Regions from separate parts of the Hordeum vulgare genome. Here region 2 is linked to region 1. The links are chromatin contacts, called in public Hi-C maps. All regions are on one chromosome and are shown on one strand. The core of a region is the stretch at or near the end of the contact, and the rest is flanking DNA. Distances in the headings are between cores, read along the strand shown.

The links. A called contact is a pair of places that touch in the nucleus more often than the background predicts.
Region 2: a Hi-C map of seedling shows a contact between it and region 1, with 4 times the contacts expected there. The contact joins the promoter of LOC123410630 here to the promoter of LOC123413426 in region 1. A contact is called at or near these places in 4 of 6 Hi-C or Micro-C datasets (leaf and seedling).

What each region holds. Positions count from the first base shown.
Region 1 is chr7H:247,835,200-247,839,432 of MorexV3_pseudomolecules_assembly, reverse strand. LOC123413426 (CRIB domain-containing protein RIC4-like) reads right to left here and starts at 2,175. Exons shown (of 5, transcript XM_045106357.1): 1 at 2,071-2,175; 2 at 852-937; 3 at 581-678; 4 at 150-326. The coding sequence starts at 2,138. The coding sequence ends at 162. It overlaps LOC123413425 (putative low molecular weight protein-tyrosine-phosphatase slr0328), which reads left to right and starts at 3,428. Exons shown (of 6, transcript XM_045106356.1): 1 at 3,428-3,866. The coding sequence starts at 3,560.
Region 2 is chr7H:248,784,858-248,789,090 of MorexV3_pseudomolecules_assembly, reverse strand. It overlaps LOC123410630 (28 kDa ribonucleoprotein, chloroplastic-like), which reads right to left and starts at 2,248. Exons shown (of 4, transcript XM_045103574.1): 1 at 1,782-2,248; 2 at 867-968; 3 at 208-489; 4 at 1-51. The coding sequence starts at 2,186.

The DNA of each region.
Region 1 (4,233 bases), core at 926-3,425:
TGAAAATTCAGAGGTGTTCTTTAAACTAAAATATAAGACCTTAAAATAAATAAAAAATAGGTGTTCCCTTAGAAAAATGTGGAGACAACAAACTATCAAGTTCTTCTATCTATATGTAACCATGCATCACTAAGCTCAATATAACTCACTTCTAGCCGAAGTCAAGATCGATTGTAGATCAATGCAAGCAGCTTCAGTATTGCACCTTCCATATGGAGCCCATTCCCATGTCTATGCATTTCCACGGTCAAAGTTGATTGCAATATTTCTATGAGTATCTCTACAGTTGCAATATCATTAGCTTCCGAGTTCTGGCAGTTGCTCCCCTGATATAGTTCAAGCAAGAAAAAATATTCAGTAAACTGAAATGAAAACATCCTAGGGAGTAGAGGGGCTCAGTGTCAAGTAATGGTTTTAGGTAACTATCTGGTTCAACCAGGTATGCCAATGCGTATGTCGTCTCCCATATTTTTACCTTCTAATAATCATGGAAAATAGATAGACTTATATTATGATGGCATAATAAGTTTGATATACAAAAAGGTAATTTGAAAGGCCTCCAAGTTATTTGTGTGTTTACCCAGCTTGGAGATGTGTCACTGGTGCCCAAACCTATGTGAGCCACATGCTTTACATCTGTAGGGAACCCAATTTCCATCTCATGCTCCTTTTGAGCTGCTGGAGAACAACAGTTCATGTGTAAGTAGAAGTTACATTCATTAACTTCTGAGATGTGCATAGCCATAGGCGCGGTATTTTGACTGCATTTATGTCTCGAAAGAAATTAAACATAACTGCATTTGAAGTTGTGCTTGAAATAGAAGAGCAACAAAGAAAGATGGGATAATTACCAAACATGTGCGAGAATATCCTCAGCCCTTTGAAGATCCCCTTCATCTTTACCGCCATTTGTGAGGGCCTACACAAAGAAAAGTTCCTACAAGAATGGAAGTGTCCTATAAGATCACATATGCTTCAGAACAAATGCATGCTAGGATTAGCAGTTTTCGCCTTCTCGGGAAATTCAGCTCTCATGACATGCTAAACAAAAGATTCTCAGAGGCTCAGAATCATATACATATCGGCACGACATGTATAGAAGGACAGAAGGCAGCTTACCTCAAGAGAAAGTACTTTCAAGTTGCCCAAAAACTTCGTAAACCCGACTTTATTTTTGAATCTTCGGAACCAGTTTTAGTCTGTACAGGAATCAAGAAAGCAAGCTAGGGCCTGATGATGGTGATGAAGAACAAGAGTTTGGTTTGGAGGGAGGAGAGAGGAAGAGGGAGCTAAATCTTCTGAGAGGGTAGCATGACAACTTCTTAAATATGGTGGCAAGTTAGTTGGCTGCACCTCTCCTTCGTCGTTGTCGTCGACTTCTTTTTTCCTTTTTTATTCTCTAGGGGCCAATTCATGCCTGTTGATAAACACCAACTTGTTCCTGTTTTAGCTGTACTTGGATTGTGTTCCTCTGCCAATCATTTCCTTGTACTATTGATGTTCCACCATAAAAAATAGGGAACTCGAACTGTTAGTATCAGAATATTCTTAACAAGAAGTTGAATTTTATTTTCCTGCATTAGTTTCTTATTAGTAAACTGAATGTTTTGCGGAGCTTGCTCTGGAAAAAGGCTGGCTGTTTACTATGCATACAACTTGGACTACCCACTGTTAAATTCCTTGAAAGCTTCAGGTCCAATTAATGGTTGCCCATGTCTGTCAGCTTAAGATCAGGCATGTGGCTCATGGTCCTTAATCCTAGTGCCTTGAAAGGATATTATGTAGTCTTGCTGGTATTAGGTAGCATTGAGGTGTGCAGTTAAGGGCACAACAGCAACTTAGGACCAGCTGAAATGCCACCCACAGCTAGTTTTTTTACTTGGTATTTGATCTTGCAGGTTTGTAAGAGAAAGAAGATAATAGAGCTTCATCTATGAAGTGACCTCCTTTCTTGCGAAGCATACATCTGACCTATTTCTTTGGGGAATGGTGATGTGTCTCATTCCATCAATGCAATGATATGTGTTTGGAGATATTTTTTTTCACAAATATTTGTTCCTAGTAGCTTACTTTTGTGGCATAAAACTTATATTATCTTCCTTTGCTTGTGTGCTGGTGCCTTGAAATTTTCCAACCATGCAGCAAGTGCAGCATCAGAAATCAATCTCCATGGTGCTTGTCTTACCAGTTCTACAAACAGATAATACCATCATTTGCAGGCTCGGCCAGAAAGAGACATCAATGTAAGCAACATGTCATGCTCGGCGCTGCATGAAAGAAAGTTGGTGCTGATGGCATGAATTGCAGAATCATATAGACATGAGTATGAGAATACCACCTTGCTGATCATGGCGCTGCCAACATGCTCATCTCCCGTGTCCTACACGCGCAGCTGGGGCACCACCGAACCAGAGGACGACGATCTGCACGAGAGAAAGGTAAGAAGTCAACCTCCCTTGCAGAAATAGAAAGGCGGGGATGGGTGCGGCCGACGAAGACGAGGGCGCCGTCGACCAGGAGGACGACGATGGCACCCAACCCTACTTCGACCAGGAGGACGGCGGCGGTGTCCAACCCTACTTCGACCAGGAAGACGAAGGCATCGCCCAACACTACTTCGACCAGGGAGACGGCGGCGCGGAGGGCGTCCCGCTGCGCGAGCGAGGCGGGGGAAGGCTGCGGCTCTGGCTACGGCCTGGGCGCGGGGAGGAGGGGGCGGCGTCGGGCCAGGATGTGGGGGACGGGGAGGCGGGCGGGGAGGGCGCGAGGGGCCAGTCGGCGCCGGGTCCCTCGGGCTCCGCGGCAGGGCGCTCGATCCTGCGGCGCTTCCTTTGGTTGGGGCGAGCGTGGGTGGGGCGGGAGCCTCCGGCAGGTGGCGCGGGAGCCGAGGCGGGGGCGGGCCGGCCGCTGCGCCAGAGGGAGTGCAGGCAGAGCACCTCCTCGACGAGGCGGCGCTCATCGTAGGCATCGTAATGCGGGGGGACGGTGGCGGGGCGCGGTGGCTTCGACGCGTCATCGGGGGCGGTGAGCGAGGGATTTGGGGGGCGGCAGCGAGCGAGGGATTTGGGGGGCGATTGCCCTCAGGGAGGGAGAGGAAGAGAAAGGGGTGCAGGTTGAATCGCCAGGTCGTGCCAGCGACGGGGTTGGATCGCCAGGTCGTGCGTGCGTGCGTTAGTAGGTTTCAGGTTTTTTTTATTGAACCCTTATTTTTAGTTGTGCTAGCGACGGGTTTTTATTTTAATTGTCTAGTTTATCGACTGGTTTATGAAGGGATTAAAAAAATCGATGAAAAGGCAACGATAGGAGGGGGATCGCTGCTGGTCGAACCATTACGATGACGACGACAGATCCCCTTTAGACAGATTTCCTTTAATAGAGATTTGTTGGTGAGAAGAACTAGATAACAAATATTGTGGTACGCAACTAAGAATTCAGATGGGGAGAAACTTTGCCGACCGCGCTTGTCTCTAGCGCTACCAGCCGAGATGAGAACCCACGCGACGCGAGCCACTCGCTCACTGGCTTCACAAATCCACGAACCTTAGCTCGCCGTCCGGCCATGGTCGGTGCGACCGTCGCGTCGACCTCCACCGCCGCCGCGTACTCCTCCCTGACTCACCCGACAGCGCGTGACCCGTTTAAGAGGCGCACTACTCATCCACTTGTGGCAGCCACCAATCGCCACGTACACGGCCGTACTGTGACGAGTCTCCGCCAGATTCACCCTCGCGACCACTTCGCGAACCCTCCGCGGCCCGTATTCGTGGCATCGGCGGCGGAGGCGGAAGAGATGGCTGCGGAGGCGAGTACTCCGGCGCCGGCCGAGGCCAGCGCGAAGCCCTTCGCCGTCCTCTTCGTCTGCCTCGGTAAATCCCGCGAACCCTACTCAATCCGACTGATTCGAGTAGCTTGCTTGAATACCCGTCTAGTCTAGCCGCTTACAAATGCGTGTGCGTGTGAGCATCCGTGTACTGCGTCGGCATGGTGCGTGTACTGACGCCATTTTCACCCGGGGGACGGAACTTGATCTCTGCGATCCCCAATTAATGCCTCGTCCCTTTTCAGTGCATGATCGCAATAGCCTGTGTGCGCATCACATGAGAAAAGGATATCTTGTTTCCATGATTACCGTCCCGACGTCCCATTTGTTTCAGCCTGTCTCCCTGTTGCCTCGTTCTCATCATTTTGGTGTCACATAATGTGGGGATCGCTAGACCTGGTAGGTGCAAATGT
Region 2 (4,233 bases), core at 999-3,498, 950 kb before region 1:
CTGTGGTCTCTCTGCTGCAACGTTCACTCGGAGTGGGCGGCCATCCATCTCCTAGAGTACATGACAACAACAAATTAGCATCAGTTCGGAACTTAAATGTTTGACATACACACTATGAAAGTCGATGATTCTGGAGAAATTATTTGCATCCATGTTGTAGTTATGTAGTTTATGAAAATGATATAGTGGTGCTTATGATGTTCTCACCTGTCCATCAAGCGCTGAAATAGCACTGTCAAGATCCTCCTTTGAAGCCATAGTTACAAAACCAAATCCTCGCGAACGCCCAGTTTCTCTGTCATACACGATCGTAGCATTAACTACTTCCCCATGCTCGCTGAACATTTGCACCAACCTAGAGTCTTCCGCTTGCCATGGCAGGTTACCAACATAAGCCCTGAAAGAAGATGCAAACTGTCGAGGAGGTCTCTCAACACGGGAGCCCCTTTGAGCTGCCCTGTTTACGTTCAGAAGCCTTCCGCTGATGTCCTGTTAAACAGAAGGTAATCAGCCGGCTACTCAGCAAAATATGCAACTTATACATCATGTTGTACATTTTTCAGGTTACTGCACTTATTTGTTCATCAAACATAATGTGCGATCTAGGACACCAGATAAGGGATACATGCCAGTCAAGGTGATAATAATCCCTTTTTATCAAGTGATATGTTCAAGTTGTCTCAAGGTACATCCAATTTCATGCGTAATGGCAACATATATAAATAACTTGAAGTCATGCAAGTGATGAAAAATACTCTAAACAATTTCATATGTTCAAGTCAGAGTATGAAATAAAATTCTATTATCTGTGAACTCTAAACAATTCAAAGAACTAAAAAGAAATGAGAAGATTGATATGCACTAACGTAGCGGTTAAACGCCTCGATGGCTTTGTCAGCTTCCTCAATAGTACTCATGGTAACAAATCCAAATCCACGGCTCTGGCCTGACTCTCTGTTGTAAATGACCTGGAGTTGAACAAAGCAAGGTCAACAAAATAAGAAAATCAATCGAGCACAGCACAGCACGCCCGTTTATACAAATAATATCAGACACTGTAATTCTCAAGCCTATACAAGTAATGCAATTTCTATAGGGTTTAACAATAGACAACAGAAGAACGTGAATGAAAAAACAACAGGACTCGCGCCAACAAGGAAATATAAAATAAGTCGTTTCTTGAAAATATGAAGATGGGATGGCAACAAATAGAGACTGCGATTAGCTACCCTAAAATTGCATCAGTTACACAAACACTGATATGCATTTGAATTATAGTGTCTGATATTATTTTATTATGCAAACTCACGCCAACACTGATATGCTTACCATTCAAATTAACATCTGGTTACACACAGTCCCAAACTTGTGCAGGTACCAAAATGTTTTTTTTTTTTGGCGGGAACACTGATATGCTTGAGAATTCTAGTGTCTCATATTATTTGATTACACAAACTCACGGCAACACTGATATGCTTACCACTCAAATGAACATCTGATTACACAGAGTCCCAAACTTGCGTAGGACCAAAATGGTTTTTTTTTATTGCGGGAACACTGGTATGCTTGAGAATTCTAGTGTCTGATATTACTGTATTTGATTACATAAACTCACGCCAACACTGATATGCTTACCACTCGAATTAACATCTGATTACACACACAGTCCCAAACTTGTACAGGTAGCAAAATGGTATTAACCGGGGGAAATCGTACTTACGCATTGCTGTTATTAATTTTACCCGCTACTATTACTTTAGGTGTTGCAGCGGTAGGCTCACCTCGGCGACCTCGACGACACCGGCCTGGTCGAAGAGCTGGGCGAGCCGCTCGCTGTCGACATCATACGGCAGGTTCCCGACGTACACCTTGGCCTCCTCGGGCGGCTCCGCTGTGTACCCCGCGTCCCCACCGGAGGCCGCCACCACGGGCTCCTCCTCCGTCACCGTCTCTTCAGCTTCCTCCGCGTCGGCCCAGTCGAGGCCCGCCTCAGCGGCGTCGGAGGAGGTGACGAGGGGCGTAAGGGGGACGCGGGGGCGGGTGGAGCGGAGGAGCGGCGCGCGAGAGAAAATGAGTGGGAGGGAGGCGGACGCCGGGGCGAGCTTGTGTTGGGCGGCGAACGCGGGGTGGAAGAGCGAGGCCTCCGTTGCCGCAGACATGGCGAGTGTCATGGCGGAGGTGGCCATGGTGACTGAAGGGGATAAGGGGGGGCAGGCGAGCAGGGGAAGGGATTTGAGCTTGAGGTGCTCCGTCCTCCGAATTTGCTTTTTTATACACGCTGCGCTGGGCTTTTGTCGGCTTTGATGGGCTTCCCACATGCTTTCTTGTGAGCCTTTGGATTGTTTTCGGTCTTGCCCCCCAAATGACAAACGAAAAAGATAAACTCCAAGCCAACGAAATCACTAATTAATAAGTATGTATTCCTTTTTAAAGTTACTTTCACCTTTTTCAGGTTGCAACAAGTGACGTACTGCATGCGTGTCACTTGTAATAACATGAAAGTTTTCTTTTTTTCGTAGATTCATATTTTTAAAACGTTTTATCTTCTAAACCGTGCGTCCAAATCTTGAACCGTTTTCATCGTTGAATTTCTCGCGTCGAGATCTTCAAAACTAGATTCCATGTTGATAGATTTTAACAAACTTTTTTTCACCAAAATAAGCATACCAAAATAATCGTGCCTCTGGCGATAGAAAAAATAATAGTAAACACGTGTTTTTCTTTCCGAGAGGCACGACCATGCCTTTCACGAAGGCAAAACCGTGTCTCTCACGAAAGAAAAACCATGCCTCTTGCAAAAAAATGGTGTTTTTTCCTTTGTGAGAGGCAGGCAAAACCATGCCTTTCACGGGAAAAAAACAGAAAACGCGTTTTTTTTCCTTTCTGAGAGGCACAGCCATACCTTTCGTAAAGGCAAGACCGTACCTTTCGTGGAAGCAAACCGCGCCTCTCGCAAAAAAACATTTTTTTCGTAAAAAACCATGGATGTGCCTCTCGCAAAGACAAAATCGTGTCTCTCGCAAAAAAACAGAAAACACATTTTTTTTACAATTTGTTTTGTCAAAAAAGTAATAAAGATTGGTGAAAAACCAAAACACCAAAAAAACTAAAAGAACTAAAAAACCGTAAACACGTGCGAAAAAATAAAAATTAAAACTCAGAGGCAGCGCTCAGAGCATGACATGTGACGACGGCTAAGAACGCGTCATGTGACAACACGCGGGAGTGCTTACTAGGAGGTTTTTGAAGGAGCATTCGCTAACTAGTGGCTCCCTCAAACGAAATATCCTATCGAACGCTCAGTACGGAAAACTGTCGATGAAACGCGCATAGAAGAATACGAGAGAACGACATGGGCCCATTTTCGAAAGGCTTAAAGTGCTATAGGATCCCGGTTTTGGAAACCTTCTAAAAAGTTCCCGAACCGGGTTTTTACTAGGTTTTTAAGATTTCCGATTGTTTCTTTTTATTTTCTTCTGTTTCTATTTCAATTCCTTCTTTTTTTTCAAGTTATTTTCCTTTTCCTATTTCTGTTCATTTTCCTGTACTTTTCTTGTTTTGTTTTTGTTTTAAGAAAATGTTTAAATGCGGATTTTTTAAGAATTTCAGTTTTTCAAATTTAGTTCATAAATTGAGAAATACCTTTCTGTTGGAAAAATGATTAGATTTTCAAAATATGTTCATGTTTTAAAAAATTGTTCAGAAATTTGAAAAAAAATGTTGCTCATATTTTAAATTTGTTCATAAATTCAAAAGTGTTTGGGATTTTCAACACAAATCATGTGATGAAATATTTTTCAAAAGTTTTAAAATGTTCCTTAAAAAACAAATTCAAAAAACGTTCTGGTATCATTTTTGAGAGAATTCCTTATTTAACCATGTTTAAATTTTATGCCCTATTTAACATCGATAAATTATTTTTTTCTCTATATAACAACAATCCTTAATTTTATGTTTTTTATAATACTTTTATTCATTTTAAGCTCAAATGACACCTGAAAAGACCATTTTATCCCTCATACAGTCTGTTTGTGTGTGTGCTGTTGCGTGTGCATGTGCGCACGCACATGTATGTTCCTGATGTTGCATGTGTGTTGCTGCGTGTTTGTGCGTGCGTACGCATGTGCTGCGTTGCTGTGTGTGTGTGCGTGCGTGCTACATGTGTTGCTACGTGTATGTGGTGTTGCATATGTGCACATGTGCGTGTGCTGCTTCTATGCGTGTGCGCGTGCT